2 separate regions of the Anser cygnoides genome follow, and region 1 is linked to region 2. Evidence: chromatin contacts called from public Hi-C data. All regions are on one chromosome and are shown on one strand. Each heading gives the region's core, a stretch centred on a gene start, on an enhancer-like site or on the middle of the called end of the contact. The rest is flanking DNA. Distances are from core to core; before and after follow the strand shown.

What was found. Hi-C and Micro-C count contacts between places; a contact is called where the count stands out from the background.
Region 1: a Hi-C map of liver shows a contact between it and region 2, with 2.0 times the contacts expected there. The contact joins two enhancer-like sites. A contact is called at or near these places in 2 of 7 Hi-C or Micro-C datasets (both in liver).

What each region holds. Positions count from the first base shown.
Region 1 is chr1:37,257,426-37,261,793 of Taihu_goose_T2T_genome, reverse strand. The region is part of intron 1 of LEMD3 (LEM domain containing 3); the gene reads right to left. Among named protein-coding and RNA genes, the nearest start is that of LEMD3, 6.6 kb to the right of the region's middle. Within about 2 kb of position 1,638, at least 2 of the 3 cell types and tissues checked have open chromatin away from gene starts, as enhancers often do. A contact at or near this core is called in liver, where this site is marked.
Region 2 is chr1:37,076,650-37,081,059 of Taihu_goose_T2T_genome, reverse strand. GNS (glucosamine (N-acetyl)-6-sulfatase) reads left to right here. Exons shown (of 14, transcript XM_066992549.1): 13 at 115-275; 14 at 1,149-4,410. The coding sequence ends at 1,224. Among named protein-coding and RNA genes, the nearest start is that of GNS, 18 kb to the left of the region's middle. Within about 2 kb of position 2,634, at least 2 of the 3 cell types and tissues checked have open chromatin away from gene starts, as enhancers often do. A contact at or near this core is called in liver, where this site is marked.

The sequences.
Region 1 (4,368 bases), core at 389-2,888, 180 kb before region 2:
TCAATGTTAAACCTCTCTACCCCCATCTCTTCCCCTTCCCCATCAGATGGCCTTTCTATATCAATTCAGAGTGCTACTCAGAGTTCACTTAGAGTTAAAAGGAATTTAAGACTCCAAGAAGACACTTTATTTCAAGATACTTGCACTACAAGATGCTCCCGAGTAAGCAGAAAATTTGATTCTTTCCTCTGCAAAGAAGCATCCGTTTCTTGAAAACACCACACATTACAATACTTCTCCTCCAGCTACACCCAGTCACGTTCAGTTGGCCCTTTACACATTTAGCATGCACATTCTTGCTCTTCTCACCCTCCGCAGTAGACTAAACACAGCGGAACTGAGAAATGGCACTAAAAAGCACTGCAGCAAGTACAGCACAGTAGCAGGGAAAAGGGGACAATGACAAGGATCTTGGAGAAAAGGAGCCATTGTAACAAAGTGCAGGAGGTCAGGGCCATGGTCTCCTCATCCGTACTATTTTTCCTTATTACAAACAGTATCTCCTGATGAGGACAGACTTCTTACTCACGACATGGTATGCTCAAGTTATCCAAGAATACTTGATTCAGTGTTCCGCCTCTCCTACCAACATGTCTTCAACTCCTCGTTGAGAAACTGACTGAATGGACAAACTTCTAATGAATCCCCAAAGTTTCTAGAAAAGAATACTAGCAGCACCTCACACCACTGAAGTGCGAACCCAAAGCCTTTATTCACCTGGACAAAAACTAGAAGTACTGAGACAACGTCAAGGCAGTGTCTTATCAGCTGCACAGAGGCTATACCTGCATGGAGCCAAAGCATCCAGATTGTTTTGCAATTCATTTTCCAGGAAGAGACTGCACTCTGACATTGACTGCAAAGCCTTCATGTCATCAGTTTCACCCAAAAACTTGATGTTTTTGTTTACAACCGGGCTCATTATAAACTAGAACAAACCCTCTACACAGAAGGGACATGTTTGAAGTCACCTTCAAGTTGTGCAGTCCTTCTCCCATCTACTCTTGCATCCACCAACACACTTCCTTCCATCCTTGAATCCTTTTCTGTGTTTCTCTTAATCCAAATTCTTCAGTGGACAGAAGACATCACGGTTACTTTGATCAGAGGCAGAGTTACATCCTGTCCTCATTTATTATAATCACAGTAAAGGCTTTGTCACCTGCTCCCACAATTCTAGACCTACCAGCAGCAACAACAGAAGCCAAGAAAAGAAGAGTCAGGACAAAAATACTACTACAGAAGTTCTTAGGGAACGTGAATCCCCTGAAAATCACTTTTTCTTCTTAATGTACCTTGATTTCAGGATCCCTTACCCAATCAACTTACCCCTCTTGATCTACCACAAATCACAAAAACACAACTAATTTTACCAGAGAATGCAGTCACTTGCAGGAGTTTTAAATTCATAAGGAATAAATGCCTCATGATTACAGTGAACTTTGTGCTTCGCCACAGCACTGGACCAGCATTTTCATTAGCAAGAACTGAGGTATTTGTTTAATTTACTTGCCTAAGCTCTTTTGTTAAGTGATCAAACAACTTTTCCAAACAGCAGCTCTAGCCTGCCGTTCACATGTTCATACTATTTCTGAAGCACAAGGCTAGAAGCGTGACAGGGATCAGTTTGGTACAACTCCAGCACTCCTGCCAGCTTCGCTGGGTAAGCATCAAGCCAAAGTTTTGTAACCTAGTACTCCCACATGAAATACATGTCAACATGTATTAAATGTGCATGATTTTTTTAGAAATACAAGTGGACCCCAGCAACAGAATGACTGCAGGCATGATTATCCTCTCCTACACCAGAATACTTCAGGAAACAATGCAAAGGGGGGCTCCTACAATGCTACACTAAATTTAAGTCCTTGATTATCACGGGTTCCTCCTTAAAAGGCCTCCACCACAATCATTATTGCTCTATCTGTCCTAAGCAGAAAGAAATTTGCACTACACTTGAAGAATGCTATCAGAGTTGGCAGAGGCTCTTAACAGAAGAAATGCAAGTTTGCTTTTTGCTTTCCCACTCCTGTCTGGTCTGCAATTCTTCATAAACCATAAAAAAAGTTACAGATCTGCTGTCAGATCTGAGATCACCCTTAATTCTCTCATCAGAAACTAATTTTTCTTTTGTGAAAACTACCACGCACTGGGGGATGGAATGCAAACTTGCAATTCATTTTGATAGCTTTTGAAATCAGATCCTGACAGACCTCTTCTGCACGCCTGCTCCCCGAGCAAGCAGTCTTAGTTCTGATTTCTCATGACGTTACTCCACAAAAAGCATGGCCCACAACAGTAACATTGAAAAAATATCTTAAGAAAATCTCAAGTCTTGGCATAAGGGAAGTTCTGTGCACGGCTGCAAGCAGCAGCACTTTTAAGGTATGTCTACCAAATTAGTTCTAAATATTCTGATGGAAGCATCAAACAGCTATCTCCTTAAAACACAGACACAAAGTTGCATCATTTTTGTTTCAAATACAATTTTCATAACAATGCTTTTTACTACAAATCCACTGCAAAGGTGAATAGGCTGTTTTCTTTCCTTCAGAAAAGTTCTGAAGTTCTCAGCTAAGATGAACTATTTTGCCCTACGTAACATTTATTTGGACTTTTCTGGTATACTCTGCTACAAGTCTCGACCAAATTTGTTCCTCATTTTTAAGAGCTGTTTCTGACACACCACAAAAAATGACAGAGTTTAAAATGGTCAGCAATCTTACAGAAAGTTAACTATTCTGTTTGGTTTTTCCTCATGAAGGCAGTCCGGAGTTTTTCCTATCTACTGATCTTGATCCAGAAGTCACGAAACGCAGAAGAAAGCGAGGTCAGAAATTAGTCTTAAAGATACTCATCAAGATTTCCTTTTGTATCATCTAAAGCAGATGCTTTTATTTGCTAACTAAAGTTTACAGCAACATACAGAAAGTGAAACTGAGCTATGTGCTCATATGTCAACAGAATAAGCTGTTACATTGTCAAAGGTAAGTCAGAGTACCGCTTGCCAAGCACAGGCAGCATTAATAACCACACAACACAGGAGCCCTCCAAACACTGCCAAGAAAACTCTTCTGAGATGGTGATCTTAGAAGGCAAGAAGGGTTTTAACAGTTAGTTGTGAAATACCACACAACTTTAATGGCAATTTGCAGGCCTGTGAGCAGAATAATCCACTCCTTGTCTTTTATACAGCATGTCTAGCTTATTATCAGTGAAATTCCCTGCACAAAATTCCATACAAGTTTTAACACCTGAGAGATTTAGAAATCTAAAGAAAGGAATGTCAGTGGAAGAGAATTACTCTTAAAGTTGTGCTTTGTGTAAGCTTCCACTCGTAATATAGGTAACCACTGAAAGTTTCTCTGAATTAACATTTCAAAAGTCATAGCTAATATAGTAAAGATTATCCTAACAGTTGTTTTTGTAACAAGTAACGTGGAAAGATCAAAAATACTAGCATTGTATGCCTCTCCTCTAAGGACCTAAGACAACACACAAGAACTTCCTGAAAGTTCCAACGATCTTTTTTTACTTTTTTTTTTTTTTTGCACTGCATCAACTACTCCCCAAAGTACTGGAGCAGAAACAGTGAGAGCAACTTAATTGCCACCTATTTCAGGTCACAACCTTAAACAGCACCTGTACTAGGCGACCTAGTCTTTCAGAAAGTACACCAGACCTCAGAACAACACCTACTGATCTCAGCATCAACTTTCCGTGAGAAATAACTTCAGACCTAACTCCCAGAAGTGCCCACAGAACTTGAGGTGCTCAGAGTAATATCACAAAACAAAAACAAAGTAGGAAGAGATATCCAACTCTTTAGGTTTCAATGAACCCTAGGAAGTAGACAGAAGTCAAATTTGCCGTTTTCCTGACAAAATACTATGCTGGCTCTACAAGAAGTTGACATAATCCCATTGTATTTTGAAGGCAGGTGATGCACAACATGCTTACAGCAAGAGCCACATGAGTGAACTTACCAGTTCAAAACCTAAAGAGATCTTTCTTTTCATATACAATGCTGTCAGGGACAGCAAGCACAGTACGTGCTTACACATTAGCTGGTCTTTTATATGATCTTAGAGTCATTTATTTCAATACCTTAAAATGCTTTAGGAAAAGCCCCATAGATATTCATCTGCATTTTAGATAACGAAATGCCTAAAAAAATCTTACCTCAAGTGACCATATATAGGTTAGATATAGAAGAGTGAGCCCAATCCAAATTTGTCTTTGAACGCTGTCTATCCCCCATGCAGAAAAACTGAAGTACTTTATAGCTATTTTAGAGCTCTGAGTAAGAAAACACTTGAACACTATGCATGATGTAAATGACAATACCCTTTTGAAGTTTTCTGCTTA
Region 2 (4,410 bases), core at 1,385-3,884:
TCTGTACTGTAGCAGATGGTTTTGCACCCACCTAAAATACTCCTTTAAAAAAAAAAAAAAAACTCTAACAAAACTTTAGCTTTACATACACACTGTCCTGTCTATATTCAACAGGTGTTTGTGGAAGTATATAACTTGACTGCAGATCCACACCAGATCAACAACATTGCTAAAACAATTGATCAAGAAATTCTAGAGAAGATGAACTATCGATTAATGATGCTGCAGTCCTGTTCAGGAGCAACTTGCCGTACACCTGGAGTCTTTGATCCTGGGTAAACACTGTATCAACTCATAATACTTTTAAGTATAATAATGTACTTTAAAATATATATACGAAATTCTGCATAGAAGGTATTTATGATGAGAGAGAATATCACCAACATACATGCTTTTGTTTAATAGAAATGGCTTCTTGATGCTTATATTTCTTAAATACTTAACTTCTATTGTAATTTAACCTACAAAATATAACTTTATGGTATTAATTCTACTATTCTAATCTTGTCAGCCACTGACTTAGCATAGCTGTAAGCATACAGCTATTCTGGGTAGTCAGACACAAGTGACTTCAGACTTGCCTGCAAGCAATGAAAAGCTCTGCATATTTCCATAGGCAGGAATTTTCCAAATACTTACTTTGATTATTCCTGGAGGTACTGTTAGCAAAAAATATTTTATTGCAGGACCTAAGCTGTATGTATTAGACAGCTGTGGTAAGTAATTCTTGCTGCTTATGTCAAAATTCAGTCAGTACTCATTTGGACTGAAGCTTTTCTAAGCACTGTTTAAAATGTTCTTACAGTTGTGCCACATAAATCTGTAATTTGAGGCAGCAAATGCATCTCGTGAATGCTTAATGTTATACATACCAATATGCTGTTGGTATGTTGTATTTATTTATTTATATATATATATATATATAAATAATTTATTTATTTATATAGCTCGTATTTATTTTTCTTATCAACTCCTTAACTATGCATCGTTATAATTCAGCATACGGTAGAGACAGTCTCTCTACCTATTAGATACCAGCAGAGGAACTATTCGTGTAGCATTATATTGGACCTATTTTAGAGATCAGCTATTTCTAGAAATGACTGTTACTGTAGACTAAGTGTAACTCACGCTGTTCCTTTCTACAGGTACAGGTTTGACCCACGGCTTATGTTCAGCAATCACGGTGTTCGGGCTCGGAGGTTTTCTGCACAGTCCTTATGAAGCATTTAAGAGCCTCTTGCAATCAGCTCCCACTGACCAGTTTCTCCAGTGATTGCAGCAGGTCTGTCTCTGAAACTCTCACTGATCGCAGCTGGAAGACTTCTGATGGGCTATTCAAACCCTGTTTGGAAGAAAACCCTTGTCTTTAGCTGGTTGCCTTGTGCAATATGTATATTTTACAGCTGAACTGTAACTCTAAATCATTAGACACAGCTAACCTGTCTTGCTCAGATATTTGATTACCACCTTTGTCTTTTAAGTACCTTTTCATATCACAGGCACAGAGGTGAATCTATGGCCTACGAATCTGAACCGTTTTTGTTCTAAAAGTCAATAAATGCATATTTGAGTTGGGTTAGATAGGCAGGAGCTATTGCACAGTAATGCTCACCTATATTCAGTGTCACACACGTTCCTGAAGGCTATGTTTAATGATAGGTTTCCTGTGTTGAGCTCAAAGCTGTTAATGACAATAGCAACCTAGCCCAAAATAGCATAGGGAAGGCATTAGTCAAAACTGTAGGATCTGACTAGCAAGTATCTCTTGCAGTCTAAAATCAGTATGCAAAATATCCTCTTTCAATAAGACCACTTTAAATGAGACCAGTGAATTTTGTAGATTTGCTTTGGTAGCTTGCAAACAAGAATGTAATTTCAGCCTCCTAGTTTGAAATGCTGGAATGGGTTAATATGTACTACTGAAAAAACTTAGGGTTTAATATAGGTTTCCTAGTGTGTTAATCAAAACAGAGACTAACAAGTATTCAAATAAGCGTGCCTGTGTTTTGAGCTGTTAAATCTATTTCAGTACACGGAAAGAAGTAATACTAAAACACAGAACAGGGCACCACAGTAGAGTTGATCTCTAACCTCCAAATGTCTTGAATTGTCTAACAAGTCATTAGATTCTTGAAGGTAAATTATTTTGAGAGAAAACTAAAATCACTGTTCGCTAGAAGTTAAGGTAAGGGGGCTATTTTAGGCAGTTTAAGTTCTTTGTAGAGAGAGCTGCTTTTTGGTTGAGACATAACTACGCAATCTGCAGTAAGTGGCCTTCACATCAAAGGAGTGCACAGTAGACATCTAACTGTAGTGTGTTATCATTTGGTTTCCCTTTGGAAGGGTGGTGTTGACTTTTCAACCTTCTGATTAGGCTTATCTGAAATGCAGCTGTCACTTGTACCCAAACTTGAGTATCTTTCTGAATCTTGAGAAACACCTGAACTTGAGTTAGTGTAGAACTTCTGTATAGGTTCATTAGTGAAACACCTTCTAGAAACATTGTGTTATTTGAAACACAAGTTCAAAGTTCATGTTGCTTGTGTGCAAATCAACTGTATTATCAGGCAAAATGGTCTTTCCCTTGTCAAACAAACTGTGGCGCAACTCTAGTTTTTAGCCAGCTATTTTAGATCTTCTAAAGAGAGAGCACGGTGTTTTCAGTTTCTGTCACACAAAACCTTTTACCAAGGGGGCAAAAAATGATCAGGCAACAAGTATGACAATATCAGAACTGCGGAGATACCCTGATACAGATCCACACACAGGACAAAAACAGTGCTACAGTAAAATCATATGAGCTTTCCTTGCTTTTGATTCTGAAGCACAGAAGTTGCCTTTCATGTAGTTTAGTTGCAAACTTCTGTGATGGTAAGGTTTTACTCAAGCTTTTAAAAGCCCTACTTAGAGCTTTTATTTCAAATTCAGCTCACTGTTTCAAATCTTTAAAGTGACCAAATATTTGGAGGAAAATTACTGGAAAAAGGTAGTTTCTCAGCTGAAGCATCTGTATCAATGCTGAGATTTTTGGATACTCTCAAACTATTTGCATGCTTTCAGCTACTCAGGATGGTTTTTTTTCCTCCATTACAATTGGTAGCTTTATCCTTTTCTCTTTGTTTCTCAAGCCTTAGTATCGCCCATCAGTTTGCTTCAGACTCTGTTTTGTCTTTAAAAACAAAACCAAAGTTTTTCATGCTCAAGTATTTTCTTGTATCCTGAGCTAAACCTAAAGTTCATTTACATAGTGTTTTGCTCACATAATTTTGGCAAGTTAGACTTGGTCTTTGTTTAAACTTCATATTGGTAGCTGTGTGGAGGCTGGTACAAAATACACTGTTTATGTTAAACCCTCAATAGCTCTATCAAATCGAGGAGATCGTATGTAAAGTTTATACTTCTGTTAAGTTTCAGTGCAAGTAATGATTTCATTATGATGCTTCTGAATAGAAGAAAAATCTTTGTTGTGGGTACAAATAAATAACATACACTCACTTTTCTTAAAGTGATCTAAAGCCATAGTAAGCAAACTTTTCCTTTTGAAAGTTTTACTTTTTGGCTAATAAATGACATGAAAGTTGACAGTAGAATTGATATAGACTATTCAGCATGTGTGATGAGACAAATTATTCACAGGTTTATGCAGATAGTACAAGTGCTAATTTGGGTACGACTTTATCTGTAACTAGACTCAATAACTTTCCTTCTGCACTCAGAACCACACTATACCTGAAATCTGTTGTAGGTAATATGTCATACTATAAACTCAATTTTAGAATGAAATTAGGCCTTTCTTAACCAAAAAGAAGAGAATTAGCTATTCAAGAAAATAACTTTACTCTCACTTCTGATAGAGGCTTAAAAACATACAATGAATTGAAGGGAGAACAGGAACCAACATCTGCCTGGCTTCCGTTACTTTTGGAGGAGTTTCTTGTGACTTGTCTAGTGTTTATTTCCAGGAATTATTAATTCTAAGTATTCTAACAGTCCTGAATGAACAGTATTAATTCTTATCCCTGACAATTAAAAAAATACATATCATGAAGGAATTTTAACTTGCAGCCAGATCTAATTCCCAACCAAATGGATTTAAAGCTAAATGGTCTTCCTGGATATTCAATTTCTTATGCTATTTGATCGTAGCTGTGTCTGTACCTTGTTACGGAAGGCATTTGTGTTAAATGAAGGGGCCTTACCAGTACAGAGCTGTGTTTAAGTAAAATGTGATTTATTTTTTTTATAAGTCATTATTATCAAAAGCAGAGCTGTGAACTTCAATGATCTGATGCGGTAAAGCAGATACTATGCAGGGAGAAATACAGTTAATAACTTTGACGTTACCCTGAAACAAGAAACACATTCTGTATCATCACTTCAGCATAAATCAATACAGCTAGTACATGT